Linked DNA regions of Oncorhynchus kisutch: region 1 is linked to region 2. The links are chromatin contacts, called in public Hi-C maps. All regions are on one chromosome and are shown on one strand. The core of a region is the stretch at or near the end of the contact, and the rest is flanking DNA. Distances in the headings are between cores, read along the strand shown.

What was found. A called contact is a pair of places that touch in the nucleus more often than the background predicts.
Region 1: a contact with region 2 is called in a Hi-C map of liver, with 10 times the contacts expected there. The contact joins the promoter of LOC109905265 here to the promoter of LOC109905261 in region 2. A contact is called at or near these places in 2 of 2 Hi-C or Micro-C datasets (liver and muscle).

The regions. Positions count from the first base shown.
Region 1 is chrLG15:36,587,138-36,591,673 of Okis_V2, forward strand. It overlaps LOC109905265 (sequestosome-1), which reads left to right and starts at 3,242. Exons shown (of 7, transcript XM_020502542.2): 1 at 3,242-3,787. The coding sequence starts at 3,619.
Region 2 is chrLG15:36,352,410-36,357,126 of Okis_V2, forward strand. LOC109905261 (calnexin-like) reads right to left here and starts at 2,868. Exons shown (of 14, transcript XM_020502539.2): 1 at 2,778-2,868. It overlaps LOC109905263 (alpha-1,3-mannosyl-glycoprotein 4-beta-N-acetylglucosaminyltransferase B), which reads right to left. Exons shown (of 15, transcript XM_020502541.2): 15 at 4,253-4,717.

The sequences.
Region 1 (4,536 bases), core at 1,992-4,491, 240 kb after region 2:
GACAATGGATATATCATCATCATCAGCCACATCATAATCATCTGCATCATCTAGTTCAATCATAGAACTTTGCAACATTTCAATATATTCACATTCATAGGCTATTCTTAAAGTTATGGGCATTTCCATTTGAGCATAATGGCAATAATGATTGATTCATTGGACAAATTGAGTGACAATGAATAAGACTTAATCCAGAGATTTAATGATTGAGATCCATGAATTATTATGACAACCTAGTCATCGGCCCATAAACAGATTGGATCTAAGTGTCTATATCTGTTTCTAGAAGCATCCTGCGCTTTCTACGGATTACAAAACCCTGCGAAAAAAAATCCCCAGTTTGATAAAGCGGTCATGGGACATGAGAATCAGGTGACGGACCACCACCAAAAGGCAGGAAGTAAGGGTGAGACGAAAAGTGTCGCTCTTTCACGGTTGTCACTAGTTACCACAGTCACAAAGTTAAAACCGGCTAGGCTAAATAGTAAAAATTCATGAAAACACAAATGTGCTGTTTGGTCTTATTTTAAGGTTGGGCATAAGATTAGGTTTACAATTAGATGTTAAGAAGATTGATTTTATAATGGGCGTGGTTTAGCCATAATTACAACGCTGTGGTAACTAGTAACGATCGTATTTTGTTATTAAGGCTAAACCCCGTCTATTTCTACAATTTATCTTCTTAAAATATGATTTTAAACCTTAACCACACAGCTAACCTTATGCCTAAACCTCACCTTAGGAACAAAAAGCACATTTTTGTTTTCATGAATTTCTACAATATAGGCAATGTTGACTTTGTGGCTGTGATAATTAGTGACAACACTGGCCGGTAGGCAAGTCGTGCGTGCGTACACCCCACAATTTATGATCATATGACAATTATTCACCGTAGTCGTAAAATAACCATGACAATCTTAGAACATTACAATATATTCACATTCATATGATATTCTTAAAGTTATGAGCATGGTCATTTGAGCATAATGGTAATAAGTATAGATTCATTGGACAAATTGAGTGACAATGAATAAGACTTGTCAAAGCAAAGCACAACACAACCACAACTAATGTAAATGAATAGTCTTGATGTCACTAATCCAGATATTTAATGGTTGAGATCCATGAATTATTAGGACAACATAGCAATCGTCCCATAAACAGATTGGATCTAAGTGTCTATATCTGTTTCTAGAAGCATCCTGTGCTTTCTACGGATTACAAAACGCGCGAAAAAAAATCCAGTTTGATAAAGCGGTCATGGGGCATGAGAATCAGGTGACGGAGCACCAACAAAAGGCAGGAAGTGAGGGTGAGACGAAAAGTGTCGCTCTTTCACGGTTGTCACTAGTTACCACAGCAACAAAGTTAAAAACCGTCTAGGCTATATTGTAAAAATTCATGAAAACAGACATGTGCTGCTTGGTCTTAATTTAAGGGTTAAGCATATGATTTGGTTTACAATTAGATTTTAAGAAGATACATTTTTATAAATGGGCGTGATTTAGCCATAATTACAACTTTGTGGCTGTGGTAACTAGTAACGGCCATGAATTATTATGACAACATAGTCATTGGGCCATAAACAGATTTGATCTTGTTTCTATATCTGTTTCTAGAAGCATCCTTCGCTTTCTACGGATTACCAAATGCACATTTTTTAAATTAATTTCTGCAATAGAGCCTATTTTGAATTTGTGGGTGTGGTAATTGATGACAATTCTCTTTCACCCAGATCACCAGACACACCACTTTGGTTGAATATGTTCTGAGCAATAAAGTACATTGAACAATTGCCTGACACAACATATCACCTTAAAGGTGTAATAATCATAGGCCTATATTTGATCATTTTCCTATTGGCTGGGCTCAGTAGCCTAGGGCGTGGGGCCAGTAACCGAAAGGTTGCTAGATCAAATCCCGGAGCTGACAGGAATCTGTTGATCTGCCCCTGAACAAGACACTTAATTTGTTCTTACCTGACTTGCCTAGTTAAATAAATAAAATACTGTACAATGATGAATAGGCCTACATAAACTAATATAATTTTTTATTGAACTAGGCAAATCAGTTACGAACAAATTCTTATTTACAATGATGGCCGAGGAGCAGTGAGTTACCTGCCTTGTTCAGGGGTAGAATGACAGATTTTTACCTTGTCAGCTCAGGGATTCTACCTTTCGGTTACTGACCCAATGCTCTAACCACTAGGCTACCTGACCTGCCTAACTGTGTTTAGCCTAGATGCTTTTAGTATATTATCTCATGTCTTGATTTAATAATGCTGTTTGTCAAAGTAGGCCAAATCAACCAACTTATTCTTACACACAACACAAGTATAGGGCACATAGCTTTATACGTTGGCCACATCTCCTAAGCCTAAGTCATTTGGGCACTAGAACAAAGTGCATGGTCATGGTCTTTTTATTTGCCCACCTGCATATGAATTTACAATGTGGATACCTGCCTACAGTAGTCTAACTCTCTGACTTAAACCAAATATATTCCTCACAATTTTATATGACTAAATAACAGTAATAGAGTTGGTCCATGCTATGGGAATCCAATGTGGACGATTTTGACAGAATATAAATATCCGTAAACCCCCTCTTCAAATATCAAGTATTAAATCGAGGTCAAAATGTTTAAAGTCCCGGCACAGGTGCTCTTCAAATCTAGAGCTCAGTCCAGTTAAATTGTGGTCCGATGATGCTGATCTCACCCTGCAACATGGTCTCAGAGCATTTCGTATTATTCTATATATAAATCCGAGGCACGTATGGGATGTATTAATTTGTGGATGTCTATCATCGATTTCTTATGATATGTTACGAATTACAATTGGTACAATATGTTTCGAATTTACAAAACATATGACATGTTACAAATTCCAATTTGTTGTCACTGGCTTTAGGTAGGTGACTAACTCTAGCTAGCACTAGCGTTTAGGGGTTATAAGGTTAGGAGTTAGGTTAAAGGGTTAAGTTTAGGGGAAGGGTTAGCTAACATGCTAAGTAGTTGTCAAGTAGCAAAAAAGTAGTAAGTAGTTGCTAATTATCTAAAATGCTAAAGTTGTCCGTGATGGGATTTGAACAAACAGCCTTTGGGTTGCTAGATGTTCCCGTTATTACAACCAACCACCCACTCTATCTTCTATAACCATACATATCAAATGTAACATATAGTAAATAGAGTTCCCAGATTTACGTTTATTATGTTACGTCTAGTCTATGAGACCAGTCTGCACGCGGGGAATTCCCGTATGGAAAGTGCCTTGTCATACTTCGGTCTTCCATTTCACCCTTTGGCGTCGCGTCCCACCCATTTGTTTACATTACCTCGCCTTTTGCGCACAATAACAGAAGGCGACTAGAGCTTTGTCTTTTAGGACGGTGGACTTCCCCCCCGATACCGAACCAAAACCTTGTGATTGGCTAGACCGACGTATAAATATTACACCAGCCGTCGTATTAAGGTTCATACGCGGAACTGTAACCAGAACAGCGAGACGCACTGACAGCTACCTTACAGTGGATCCGGCCTTTAACATTTTAACTGCGCAACACATTTTTTACAGCGAATTGGGCTGAAAGTAAGTCGTGAGAAGACTCGACTATGTCTATGACCGTGAAAGCCTATCTCCTTGGGAAGGAACACATGCCGAAAGAAATTCGTCGCTTTGCGGTCGACCAAGATGTTTCAACGAGTTTTGAGTATTTGAATCGAAAGGTTGTTGATGTTTTCTCAACACTGCGAAATGTCCCCTACCAAATGTTTTACAAAGGTAAGCCTACCTATACTGTCAGTGTTTCATTATAGGCCTATGGTACAGTGTTTTCGATCGTGTTATTGTCGTCAATATTTCTGGCGGTAATTTTGTTGTTATATTCCATAACATCGCGCTCGACAAAGTAATTCACGACTACAGTAAAGTTATTGCGCACGTTACTACCTAGTTTACTTGAGTAGGCCTATCAACTGATTAATGTCGTGTCATAGGCCTAGACCAAAGTGCGTCAATAAGTTAAGTGAAATAATCTGCTGACTGAAAGCTTCAATAACAGGAGTGAGTTTGACGAATAACAGTATAGATATGACAATTTGTCTTTATGCACCAGAAAAAAATGATAGAACTGGTACACAGAACATTATTGAAGTCTACATTTGACATTGCATGTCATAGTGAATGTCAGATCGAGAGTGAGCAGCAAATAGGCTCTATTACATGTTTGTCGTACATGCAATGATGTATACCTGTACTACATTTCTGAGCTCGCCCTACCTGTAGGCCTACCATTAGTTCATAGTGGACTAATAAATAGATAGATAAGATATAACGGTAACTTAGCAACAGATGGCATTAACCCAGAAAAAAAAATTTCTGTAAGGGCTCTCCACCCAAGCAGGGAATCAAAGTTGACCAATTTCATACAGTAGTATTATTGACTGGTACCACATCACTAAATTTATGTTTTCCATATTGGGTATCAGGGTTGGGGTCAATTCCATTACAACTCAGTCAAACCAGGAAAT
Region 2 (4,717 bases), core at 1,618-4,117:
GTGTACGCTCTAATCAGGTTACGCAACCAATGCATATGGGTCCGGTACATTTCTCAAATGTCTCCAACTGCCAGTCCAAGTGTCCGGCACCACATTTTCCTAACGGAAACCTTGATCCATAAGCCTATATTGAGCTTGTTCTACAGATCACAGGGTCTTCCTAAGGGACTGTGGTCACTGGAGTAGCCTATAAGGTAGGGGTGGAGATATACCCCCCCCCCCCCCAACTCCTATCTGTCAGGAATGGTAACCAGGGCACTACCACCAAGGGATATGTCAACTCTGGAGCCAGGTCCCCGAGGGAATGTCCTGAGGAGCTGCAAACACAACCTCCCCAAAAAGGCTATGTATTAATATATATAGGTAGGCTATATCTAGGCTAATATATATTGAGCACATTGACAATACACATACATGAGACAAACTTCAGTGACCACATGGGTTTGCCATGCCAGTGCCGGAGGAGAAATAAATCTAAAACTTCATAGAACAGCTCCAAGACCGGTGACAGTGCTAGTGTGTTCTTCAATAAAGGATTCTGCCATGCATCTGTTTGTACACTGTGACTAGGGTGTTTTCCCTGCAACAAGTCTGGCTGCCAACAAAGAGGGGATAACCAGAGGGGAGCTCACCACCAAAAAGCACCATGCATGTAACTTGACAATCAACTTACTGAGTGTGAGCGTGAGGGGTGAGATACAGGTCTTATTGGGATGGGTGAGGCAAAGGAGTTGACTAGCTAGGCCCAGATTCCACTCTCTGTTTTGTGGGCCATAGGAGCTGGAAGGGTGGCTTCCGCCTGGGGGGCTAGGAACAAGCCGAGGTGCCTTGTGGGCCAGGGGCGGTGTGTGGGAGGGACGGATGGAGGGATAAACGTGAGAGGAGTGGCAAATTTCACTTTCTCACCACAGGCTGAAGAAGTCATGGGGCCAAACAAAACAAACCACCACACTGGATGGGGGACCTGGGAGGCCTTGGTGTGCTGCCAAGTGGACACCACTCCCCCATTCACATCATGCCTCAGTGGTCACATGTATTCAAGTCAGGGACAGAGCAGATACAAGGAGAGGGAGGGGACAGTATAATCAATCAGTGCTCAATCAACACATCAAAGACTATTATCAGCCAGCCAGTCTTTTGAATGAATTCCATTCAGTTCAGTCTGTATTTGGGGAAAAACAGTGCCATCTACTACTGCTGTGGTCATATGGTTAATTGTTTCTAGCTAGGCTACGCCACATGGACAGACATCTTGCGCAAGATGTTGCACAGCACTTTCACAGTCTATCCCCTCATGGATAAGCAACATGCAGCCTCTGATAATGGATAGACTACTCTGTGATACAAAGCCCAGTCTAAGTCATACTGTAGGGATTTAAGTGTGGGTGTGCGGTGGGTTTAAGCAGATAGGATAAGGACCCAATGACCCTCATGAGCCTTGACTGTCTCAAAGAGAGAATGGAAAATACGTAAGACTAAAAAAAAGCAAATATATTTTCAAAGCATGCAAGTCTATTGTACCATTCAACATTAGTTTCTAGACTAGGCCAACAAGAGAGTGGGTTAAAGGTGCAATCATCTTGTCAATGTACACAAAATGTAACAGCTTCTCGTGTGACCATAAATATTACCCATCAGAAATTAGAAGTTATTATTTAACCATGGGTAAACAATTAAACGTCCAACTTCCCTTTCAAATAAATATTTTCCATTCCAGCTATTTACATTTCTCAGATAGCTAGCTAAAAAATGTGTCAACCATTCAATAAGATGACACAGGCCAGGTCCTTTATTTCGATGTGCAAACTTTTAAAGCTACATTTCCAAGAGGGTGTTGAATGCATCAGAGGAAGTGGGTTTGAAAAACTGGTCAGACTTCTACGCGTTTCATCCCTACCAGCAATACCCGTTTCCATGTGGCCATTCCTACAAGCAGGTTCATGTACGGCTTAAAGGGAAATGATTTCAGATACAATATCTACCTGTAGCTAGCTCCTCACTTGATAAACCCCAATTTGAAGTGCGTAGGTCTTGTCACCCACTAACACAGCCAAAGAGATAACAAGGACCAAACTAAAAAGGACATACCGGTAGGTAATTAACGTTAGGGCACAATGCTTCATTAATCCATTCATTCATTTACTTGCGCTCGAGATTTAAATAGCCGTGGCAAATGAATCACTATACATTAGTTTCTCACCATGACACATCGACTACTGCATCTCGACTACATTTCTTTCTGATAATATACCTACGTGATTTGTGTTACACAATGGTTCTGACATGTGCACGCACACCAAGGCAATACTTGTCAATTTCCTTACTTTAGCGCGAGGCGGGTTTTTACTTAACCACTTAATTGCGGACATTAGATGGATGCCACAATGTATCCTTGCCTACAGTAGCTAACGTTAGCTGACTTAAACACTTTCAAAATGTATTAGCTAACTAACGTGGCAAAAGGGACACACGAGCAACTGTGTGCTACTGACAGAACATGTCAACGTTCATTTGTTGGATAACAGTAGCTATCTTTATTTTACTAACGTTAGCTAAATTAGCCTACTAAATAGCTGGCCTCTGTCAGCTACTAACGTTAGCCAGTCCACGCTAAGACCACGCATCGTTTCTCGAGCTTTTTCATTATGATAAATACAGTTAAAATATACTGGACAGCATTGCATGCAACTGAACAAGCTGGGTAAATGTAGACTGAAAGAATAATTAAGCGAAGTAGCTATATTTGAAAGAAGTGACATTTGTTCGTCATTACGTACCTCCTGCTTCGATGTGACACCTTGAACTACAGTAGGATCACGTGTGACTTTGGGGCATGCACTTTGGATTAGTAGCCACACCTTCTCCAATTGTTTATTGGTTGTTGAAGTGAAAATGTTGACGTTTTCCGGGAATTTTAAGAATTGGATTGCTTGTGCTACATGTCAATCATAGTAAATGGTCTCCGCCCCCAATCCGAACCCCGTGGACGGCGATGATTTGTCCAGCTGTAAGAGGAAATGTATGCTGATTGGTTATAGTACGACAGGGTTTACTCTAAATAACACAGCCACAAAGTAGGATTCCCCAGCCACAAAGTCCGAATCGGCAACAAAAAAATGTGAGGTTAGGGTTAAGCATAAAGTGAGCAATAATTACGATTTTGTGGCTGTGTAACTAGTGTTAACAAGTGACCATAAAACAGGGAAAAACAAATTATAAAGCAGGGACAGCATTTACTGATGATTGATGACATTTTGTAGTGTATCATCAATTAATGATTTATGCACTTTGTGAAGTTGGCTAGAGCTGAAGCAAAGAGAAAGAAGAGATGTGAGTGAAACAGTAAAGTGTAAATAATTGATGAACTGAAGCACTGATTTGATTATTCTGAATGTTAGGCCTATGTTAACCTTTATTTAGCCAGGCAAGTCAGTTAAAAACAAATTCTTATTTTCAATGACAGCCTAGGAACAGTGCCTTGTTCAGGGGCAGAATGACAGATTTTTTACCTTGTCAGCTCAGGGATTTGATCGTGCACATTTTTGGTTACTAGTCCAACGCTCTAACCACTAGGCTACCTGCCACTCATTCAATAAGGTACAATTAATTAGAATACCATTATTTTTCCTCACCGTGATTATCACAAACCACCACAGATTCATATTGCATGTCCCCATCCTGGTCAAATTTTGGTGTGTTCGAGCCCCATAGTAACGCAAAGGATTTGTGTAGTGTTACATTATATTGTATGGAGGATAATGTTTAAAAATAAATGCTGTATTCTATACATTCAGTTATTCTGAAGTGCACTGACTGTATGCAGCTAATTGAAAATATTAAATAGCCTACCCTACAAAATCATCACAAAAGATTGTCACATAGTAATAACTACACATACTCTCTTGCATCCAACCTTCTGCATTAAATGGGACATTGAAGTCCCATGGTCCATTGATGACGTATGCAAGGAATGCACATTCATAACAGCAAACTAATCCACATATAGGTGAGATTAGCATACTCAGATTTGCATTGAATTGACAAGAGATGAACTTTGAACAAACAAAGCCAAGTCAATTGAAATTCTGTCTTTATTACAATTCACAGATTGGATAGAAGATAACGTCATTAAATATATTTTATCTAAACGATACAAAATACAACGTATAATAGCAATGCATTCCAGTGGCTCTTACAAGAAAATAAAACAATTTATCCTTCTTTGCACAGGGCAGGTCAGAGTCATTGGGTACAGTTCAGATTTTTCTGTCCATTGCCCTGCGTTGATTTAATTGCAACCCTGCACCTGCTATTGTATAGCGGCCATACCAACAAAATTGATGGGGCTGCTAAGACAAATCGTTTTGGCACAACCTCCAGTTTGCGCTGACTGCCCCTGGAGTGTACACCTCAATGAACGGAAAACCAGTTAATTTCTGTCATTGCTGAGAAACTGTGTTGATGTTGAACAGAATTAGCAACTGTTGCCTGTCGGTATTCGATAGGAAAGCAGCCTCGAAGCTGCTATAAGTTCCCAAGCGTATTATTTTTCAGTACACTTGTATTGGCTGAAATCCCATAATATTTTTCTTTACCGACACAACTCTTTTAGATCTTTGATCAAGAGCTTTCAATGGTTTTGTGGTAGGGCTCTGGAAAAAAAATGTATGTGGATCCAAGTGTACAAAAGCAAATGAATGTGTCCCTTTACTGCTAT